Linked DNA regions of Mus musculus: regions 2 and 3 are each linked to region 1. A link is a contact called in public promoter capture Hi-C data. All regions are on one chromosome and are shown on one strand. The core of a region is the stretch at or near the end of the contact, and the rest is flanking DNA. Distances in the headings are between cores, read along the strand shown. Region 1 holds the start of Mettl21a (methyltransferase like 21A). Region 2 holds the start of Crygb (crystallin, gamma B). Region 3 has its middle 26 kb from the start of Gm35803.

Evidence for each region. Promoter capture Hi-C pulls out the DNA fragments that hold promoters and counts their contacts.
Region 2: a contact with region 1 is called in a promoter capture Hi-C map of embryonic stem cells, with 2.6 times the contacts expected there. The contact joins the promoter of Crygb here to the promoter of Mettl21a in region 1. A contact is called at or near these places in 11 of 39 promoter capture datasets (the 3T3-L1 cell line, 3T3-L1-derived adipocytes, embryonic stem cells and 3 more) and 2 of 9 other capture datasets (adipose tissue and embryonic stem cells).
Region 3: a contact with region 1 is called in a promoter capture Hi-C map of pre-B cells, with 4 times the contacts expected there. The contact joins the enhancer-like site here to the promoter of Mettl21a in region 1. A contact is called at or near these places in 3 of 39 promoter capture datasets (the 3T3-L1 cell line and pre-B cells), 2 of 484 Hi-C or Micro-C datasets (embryonic stem cells and pre-B cells) and 1 of 9 other capture datasets (liver).

What each region holds. Positions count from the first base shown.
Region 1 is chr1:64,616,459-64,619,109 of GRCm38.p6, forward strand. It overlaps Mettl21a (methyltransferase like 21A), which reads right to left and starts at 1,306. Exons shown (of 3, transcript NM_025964.4): 1 at 1-1,306.
Region 2 is chr1:65,080,995-65,083,645 of GRCm38.p6, forward strand. It overlaps Crygb (crystallin, gamma B), which reads right to left and starts at 1,296. Exons shown (of 3, transcript NM_144761.2): 1 at 1,253-1,296; 2 at 921-1,163. The coding sequence starts at 1,261.
Region 3 is chr1:64,304,413-64,307,063 of GRCm38.p6, forward strand. No RefSeq gene overlaps it. Among named protein-coding and RNA genes, the nearest start is that of Gm35803, 26 kb to the left of the region's middle. Within about 2 kb of position 1,294, at least 230 of the 459 cell types and tissues checked have an H3K27ac peak or open chromatin away from gene starts, as enhancers often do. A contact at or near this core is called in embryonic stem cells, liver and pre-B cells, where this site is marked.

The DNA.
Region 1 (2,651 bases), core at 56-2,555:
GAATCCTGAGTGTCACCAGAGTCAGAAGTTGAGTGCTGTATCTTACTTAAGTAACTTGGAAAAGCTGTTGACGTTATTACAAGTTCAAACTAAGAAATAGACTGAGGTGCATCCAATTTCTTCAACAGCTTTTCCTCCGAGACTTGAGGGAAGTGAAAATTGGCTCTGAATTGGTGTCAACTAATAACTCTGAGGAGGAAACGCCTAGAAATCTCTAACTACTGTGGCACCCTACAGGCTCCTGTTACTACTTGGGCATTACATAAAGAACGGTACACGAAGTGACAGTGACGGCCCTGGGCACCTGATCTGTCTGGACCCAGCTCCCACATTTTTGTTTGTTTGGTCCGCCAACCTACATCCTCATGTTCAGCTAGGACAAAGGAGCCAAATGCGTACTTCTGCTAAATCCTAAGGGTTCGCCCTGCCTTTTGACCCTAGAAGGCTCCCTACGGCAGAGTGGATGGAGTCACCCTGGGGGCTGGAGCGGACAATACTGGCGGACAACCCGCGGGACAAAAAGCACGTCCCGCACGACACCCGGGGGCCACAGATGCGCTTCCCTCGCGCCCACGAAAGAGTCCCGGGAACCCAGCATGGTGGGAGCAGGGCTCTGCAGAGACTCCTTTCGGACCCTCGGGTGGAGGCTTGGCGCCCACACAGCCCGCTGGCCACCCTGCAGTGCCTCCACGTAGATACTCACGGTTCCGGGAGGGTACCCGAGCCGCGCAAGCGCACAGCCTTGCCCAGTCGCTGTGCGGAGCTCCTCCTTAAAAGGCTGGATTGGCAGAAGGCGGTGGAAGCTGGTTCCGGGAAGAGAGACGCGGGTTTCCGGTCCCCTTCCCCGGTACCGCCGCTTTCCCCTGGCCCGTGCTGTGTAGTTCCTGTGAGGCCCTACGGTTTTGGGGCGCCAGGGAGGGCGAGTGCACAGGGGCGTGGGGTGCCTTGCATGGGAGAAAGGCCGACCTTAAAGTGGACAGTTAGTCGGCGACGTTGGCGCCCAAGGATGCGTAGCGAAGTAGAGAACTAAACGTAGTCACCGCGTTTGGTGGCAGTGAAGTGGGAGAGAACACTACCGAGCATCCCTAACCACGGCGCGGCTGGGGAGTGGGCGTGCGACGCCCAGGCCGGGTTTTGAGCCCGACCACATGCGCTCGGGCGCTCGCGTCGCTCCACGCCGCCACTCTGCTGGCCGAAATGGACGCCTTTCTAAATCCTGGCCGGCAGCCTCGGCTGCAAACTCCATCCCCGGACCTGGCCACCCAAGGGTCTCCGCGTGCCGGACCCTGCCGAGCCGCGACCGCCCTCGCCTCTCCCGGCCGGCAGGGGGCGCGCCTGACCTCCACATTCCAGCACCAGCTGCGGGAGACTGGGGACAAGTGGCCTGCAGTAAACTGGGGACCAGTAAGAGCCCTTTCCTCAAGTTACTGAGTTTCCTGTTTGGGTCTTTTCTTCCTCCGTTTTTTCTCTTAGTAAGTTTTCTCCTTACTTGCTCCATGGCTTTGTGCTATCTCGGCTTCTCAGCTTCCCCTTTTCCTTTTCTTATTAAAGCTCACGTTTTTGCGCTAGAGAGAGCTAATCCGATTTCATCAGTGAATACGCACAAGTGAAAAGACCACACCACGTTGATATGTAGTTACTAGAAGAAGAAATACCTTTCTTCCGTGTGTTTTCTGTTTTATTTCTTTCTTTTGGGGACCTAAACTAGGCACAGGAAAGTGTAGACTTTGGGTCAGAAAAACATTCAAAAATGTAAATGGGTTGACCTCCCCAGATTCCTGGGATCTAGCTAACCATTCTGTCTCCCTATTCTCCATCTTTCCACTGAAAATGTATACACACACAGGGGAGGATTGCATACATATGTATATGACTTTAAAACTTCCCCCAAGCTCTCCAGCACACTGCCAACAAGAGCATTTGCAACATTACATTTACTTACCGTGTTCCTTTTGCCCCTCCTAGCTCCCAGAGTTGTAATTATTGCCGACTTGCTTAGAAAGGGCACACATCCGCTTAGGAAAATCAACATCTATAGCAGTGTAGACATTAAAGAGAGCACAAACAGAAACCACTGGTGAGCCTCTAAATATCTGAGAAGAAAGACTTGTTTAATCCTTGGGGGAGAGAGTAATGAGCATTTGATAGAGTACATATTTAAGTGCTCAGCCTGCTATATGGCTGTCTTTAATATGCCCAGGGATTTTCCTATCCTTAGTTCATACTTGACCATACAAATTGTTCTTACCATCAGAACGTGGGTGAAAGAGCCCCTCGCAGCTGGGTAGTTGCTCCTTTCTCACTATCCCAGGGCTTTGGTTTGGTTTAGTTTAAAACAGGATCTCTCTTCTCTACATAGCCTTGTCTGCCCAGGAACTCACTATATATGTACCAGGTTGGCTTCAAACTCAGATGCACCTGCCCCAGACTGGCAAGTGCTGAGATTACAGGTTGTGTGTCACCATGCCTAGCCAAGGCTTGTGTCTTAACATCCAGGCTCTCTTTAGCACCAGGTCCCCGGTTGGAGCTTCACAACTGAAACAGGAGTGAGAAAGAAACCTTTGTAATCGTGGAGAACAGAGCGTGCTGCAGCATTGCTTAGGTGGTACCACAACGGGGGGTGCTAACAACTTGGGAGACTTCCAATGTGA
Region 2 (2,651 bases), core at 46-2,545, 460 kb after region 1:
ACCTTCAGCGATTCTCTGCAAAACCTGTGCATTGGTCCACGTATCTCTAGAGCAGGAGACTGAGCCCCTGTGATATATAAGGTGCTGTGTTTCCCTGGTTTCTCTTTCTAAGTCTCAGTTTCAGTCCAAATCAGCCCCTTCCCCTGGCTTCCTGCATGCCCACTGACCCTTCCCTGTGAGGGTTAAACTTCATCTTGTCTCACCCCTCCCACACTCCACCTGCCTAGGATGCTATTATGGTCGTGCTTTAGAAAGCATGAATCTTGAACTTTGGTTTTAACCCTTTTGCTGGTGTATTCCTCCAAGGGAGCCAATAGGTACTGCCCACTACATATGAATAAGAAGCAGAAGATGGGGAAAAAATCGAGTAGAAAGAATTGCAAGGCCAAGCAAGCCAACATGTTTTTAGATGAGATCAGGGCATTCAAGGTGGTATGGTTTTCTACAAAGCGGATGGCTCAGGCTGGCCTTGAATTCTTGCCACTATCTCTTCAGTGCATCCTACCCACCCAATGCATTTTATAACACCTGCACATTAGCCCATTGCATTTTTAGATTAAGAAACTGAATTTCTGACTTGAACTGGTTTGGAATGAACTAAGGACTACATATGGAGGGGATTTATATGTTAAACAGATAATAAATGTATTGTCTTCAATATCTTATTGTTTTAAAATTTCTCTCTGGCGTTGGCATTTGACTTCTCGATAGCATATAAAATGTGAAAATGGGGATTTGAGTTTTCTAAAAATTCACCACCACGTTCCTGAGAACTGAGATTCCTCTCTCAGGTATCCTACTGGATACACATACTAGGTATTACACCCACTCTTTGCTCTAGTTGAAACGACTTGCTTTAAGATGATCTTTTAGGATAATTTGTGTTCCCAGAGATCAATAATAAAGACAGCCAAACTCACTTGGGGGATGAGGCAGCAGGAACGAATGGAGTCGCTGAAACCCATCCACTGCTGGTAGTCAGGGTACTCTCCACGTCTCAGGAAGTACTGGTGGCCCTGGTAGTTGGGGCGCTCATAGAGCATCCAGCAGCCACTGTCCACGCGGACAGAATTGCAGCGGCTGAAGTAGGTCTGCAGGTTGGGGCAGTCGCTGCTGCACTCATAGCAGCGGCCCTGGAAGCTGCGGTCCTCGAAGAAGGTGATCTGTAAGCGCAGAAAGGGACCAGACAAATAAGTGATTTCTGCCAGCAAGGATGCTGCTTGCGGGCAAAGGTCAGGGTTCCAGGACTTACCTTTCCCATCTCGCTGAGAGTAAGAGATGCCCTGGGAGCTGTGAGACTCTAGGGGAGCTCCCCTGGTATATATAGCTGTCATGACTGCTGCCTCCACAGGAAATCACACAAAGGGGCCCATTTCGGTGAGTAAGGGGATTTGCAAGCTCGGAGAGCTCTCTCCCTCCCTCTGCTCATTGGGGTTGGCTGAATGGTTTACTCTCATTCTTTCTGGTAGGTTCGGGTTGCTCTAATTCACTAAAGCTGTTGTGTTGTTGCCATCAATGAGAAAAGTCTTTGCTCTTGTTTTGCAAAAGAATGAGCGAAGCTCTGATTCTGTGCGTTTATTTTATAGCTTACTCGGCTCAATTGACTTCTCTGGAGAGAATCTGATTTAGCAACTGTGCGTGCTTCGGATTTTGATTGCATATTTAAATTAAAAAAAAATTTATAGGTATTTTCCTCATTTACATTTTCATTGCTATCCCAAAAGTCCCCCATACCCTCCCCCGACTCCCCTACCCACCCACTCCCAGTTCTTGGCCCTGGTGTTCCCCTGTACTGAGGCATATAAAGTTTGCACGACCAATGGGCCTCTCTTTCCACTGATGGCCGGCTAGGCCATCTTCTGATACATATGCAGCTAGTTTAAATTTTTTAAAAGTGAAAACTTAAACAGTAAGGAAGCTTGAGTAAGAGAGCTCAAAGAGACGTAACCGGAGGAGACATTCTGAAAAGCATAAAGTTTAGTTCAAATTCAAGATTCTGTGATCATTAATGTTCGTTGGGGCGATGGTCTGGAGTAGAATTGTCAACTATTTTTGTGATGTCTTTTCTCCACCCTTGCACCTAGAACAGAGGTTTTGATGCTGTGGCTCTGACTGGAAGAGAAAGCAAGTGAGTGTTCATAGGCTTCCTCCATTTCCAATATCCTTGGAGAGCCTAAATCTCCCTTCTGCTCATGCTCACCCAGAGTCTGTCCCTCCTACAAATGCCACATTTTTTTCTTTCCATTTTTTCTTTTTATTTTTTGTTTTGTTTTATTTTGTTTTTCAGGAGCTATCAGTAAAGTAATATAAGGATTCTGACAGAAACCTTCCTAGCAACCCACCACAAACTTTCTCAGGCTTGAAATAATGGGTACCATCCAGGCCAGATTTGGGAGTAGGGGGGTGGTGGAGGGAGGGTGGGGGGGTGGGAGGAGTGGGGAGGGTGTCTTGACAGTGTGCCTCAAACATGTATTGTGGGAACCCTGGGGTCCCCTAGCCTACTTCAAACTGATATCTCTTCAGGACAGTTTTTCAGAAAAATACTGAGTTTATTTGCTATCTTAAGAAAATTTTATTCTTTCCTTTACAAATGAACAAATGAATACTGTCATTTCCCCACAGTAAGGATTTGCAAAAGTGTAAAACAATGC
Region 3 (2,651 bases), core at 44-2,543, 310 kb before region 1:
CTGCAAGCTCTGCCCTCTCCTGTTCCCTCTGTATCCTGTCCTCCTCCCCCAGACCAGTTCTCTGGCAGAGTCAACCGAGAACAAGACTTGGTTCCAACCTGATCCCAGCCTTAGTTCCAGCTTTGTGTGACTGTTTTGTTTTGAAGCAACCTGATGCTGAAAACGTTCAGGTCGTAATGACTGGGAAATGTGAAATATTTATCATCTGATATATCAGCTGACCTGGCACTTATATCCCATTATCTCCAGTGCTAGTATTCTGGTTCTAGTAGAACTGATACCCAGCTGCACTGTGGACCAAGGGGTTAAACTACACCCCAATCACAGAGCTGTATGCAAACCAGTCTTTTGTACTGTTATCTGTAGAAAGCTAAGAGATAGGTGTAAATAAAGCAATGTCCTTGTTTGCCTATAGGTTTTCAATCTTTTTCTTTCAACATGAAAGCAGAGACTTTGCCCTGTTGTTCATATACTCAATTACACACAGGTGTAGGGGACCTTATAAACACATACACATAAACAGAGAAGACGCATACAGACCACACAAATGCATAAGCAAAGAAACGAGAGAGAGAGAGAGAGAGAGAGAGAGAGAGAGAGAGAGAGAGAGAGAGAGAGAGAGAAACCACACTCAGAGACCATATAAACACATAAACAGAGACCCCCCCCAAACACACACACACACACACACACACACACACACACACACACACACACAGAGGTTGTTATACTCTTGAACTAAGAGAAGCCAATAAGCAGTTTTCCTCTTTGTTTCTTGACTGTTTGGAAACAAGAGAAAAGTTAAGTGGCCCTAAAGAGGGGACCAGATGGGATCTGGGAGGAGAAGCCTAGAGGAAGAGAAATTGCAGCAAGAAGACTGTTTTGCTTCAGAGTTCCTGCCAGAAGCAAAGAAGAAGGTCCCAAGCTCCAGCACTGTGACCCCTTGGTAATTTCCCTGGGGAGCCCCACCTCAGACAACCTTTACCCCTCAGAATCCAGGGGAAGCTGAGCTCGGTAAGTTCCAAACATAGAGGGCAGACAGTGATGGAGGGTCTAAAGCCACAGGCCTGGACAAGGTTCCAAGTGGGCCTGCCTGACAGCCACAGAAGCCAGCTGAGCCAATGGGGGGACAGCCACGACACCAGCTGAGCCAATGGGGGAACTTTCTGCCTGATGAGGCCTGCTTCCCAAGAAGAGTACTGGCAGTTTCCCTCGACTCTTGTTTTCCTGTGTTTAAAATGAAGGACTCTGCGGCTTCATGTGACCACTCTTGTCAGAGTCTTTGCTCGGAGAGGTGTTTTTGCATTTGTGAAGCCTGCCAGGAAACAGCGTGAGTCATGAGTCATGGCTTCTGAGCAGACACTATTCAGCTTTAGAAATTCCCAGAGATACGACTTGTTTATACGAAAGGAAGCAGCTATTCTGAGCTGCCCGAGGAAGAGGAAAGCGCTGCTCTTTTTTTCCCCCCATTTAAACACCCTGGTGAAAGGTCAACTGGGCAGCTGCAAGGCAGCGAGCCCCTAGTGTAGACACTGGTGTTCTTCAGTGCATCCGTCTTCATTTTACGGGGTATTTCTGGGTTTGGCATCTCAAAATGCAAGTCCTGTGACCCTGAAATTTCACTCTCAGCCTTTGGTCCAAAGTTGGGGTTTTTTTTCTTTTTTTTCTTTTTTTTTTTTTTTCTTTTTCTGTGCAGGCTCTGAGTGGGAACCTGTGACATGGGGATTGAGAGCCAGGAGGTGACCATAGAAACCCACCATCTTTGACAATTTTCTAACTTCCAGTTTCAGAGTAAGGCACGGCTTTTTACTCCTATATACCATGCTGCCGTCTTCAATGTCCTCTATCCTTAGTTTTATCAACTAGTGTGTCCGCTACCATTACTTTAAATGGTGGTTCAAAGCTCTGCAGGAGAATATGCCCAAAGGGATTGCCACTATTACAACTGTTTCTTCGTTGACCCACTATCTTGGCCCTCGGGTGTTAGAATGCATGGTGTCACCGACTGACTTCCAAGACAAAACCATTCACAAAGTATTCACTGATTCGACAGTCATGGGCCTCTGTGATGGTAACAGGGACAATACCTGAAGAAATCAACATTGTTCCCTAAACATATAGGAAATGTTTCACTAGTTATTGAAGGATGCCCACTCATTATGATAAAGATGGATAAAAATAAAGACTTGGCTTAATGGCTAAACATTCACGTGTAGGAATCAAACTAAAAAGTCGTTGTGGACAGTTATTGTTCTAGAATCAGTAAGTTGAGTTCTGAATCAGTAAGTTGAGAAGCACAGGGGATAAACTCTGTAAACAAAAGTTCCCAAGTACTTGAAAATCACACAAGTATACCTCTGAGAAAACTAAAATTATGAACTAAAACATTTTACTAACAAAGTGATAAAATGGCTTGAAATAAGAAAAATACGTAAAAAAAAAAACCCAATAGTATTTGTATATTACAGCAAAGCCAAGGTAGATAATAAAATGCCAAAGAAAAGCTAATGAAGTATTAAGAAGCAAAAATACATACAAACTAAAGGCAAATGTAGTAAAAGATTAAAAACATTTGTTGAGAGATATAATTTGAATAATTAGGACAGTTATATTTTAATTAAATGGGAGAATTCAACATAAAAAGGCAAAGA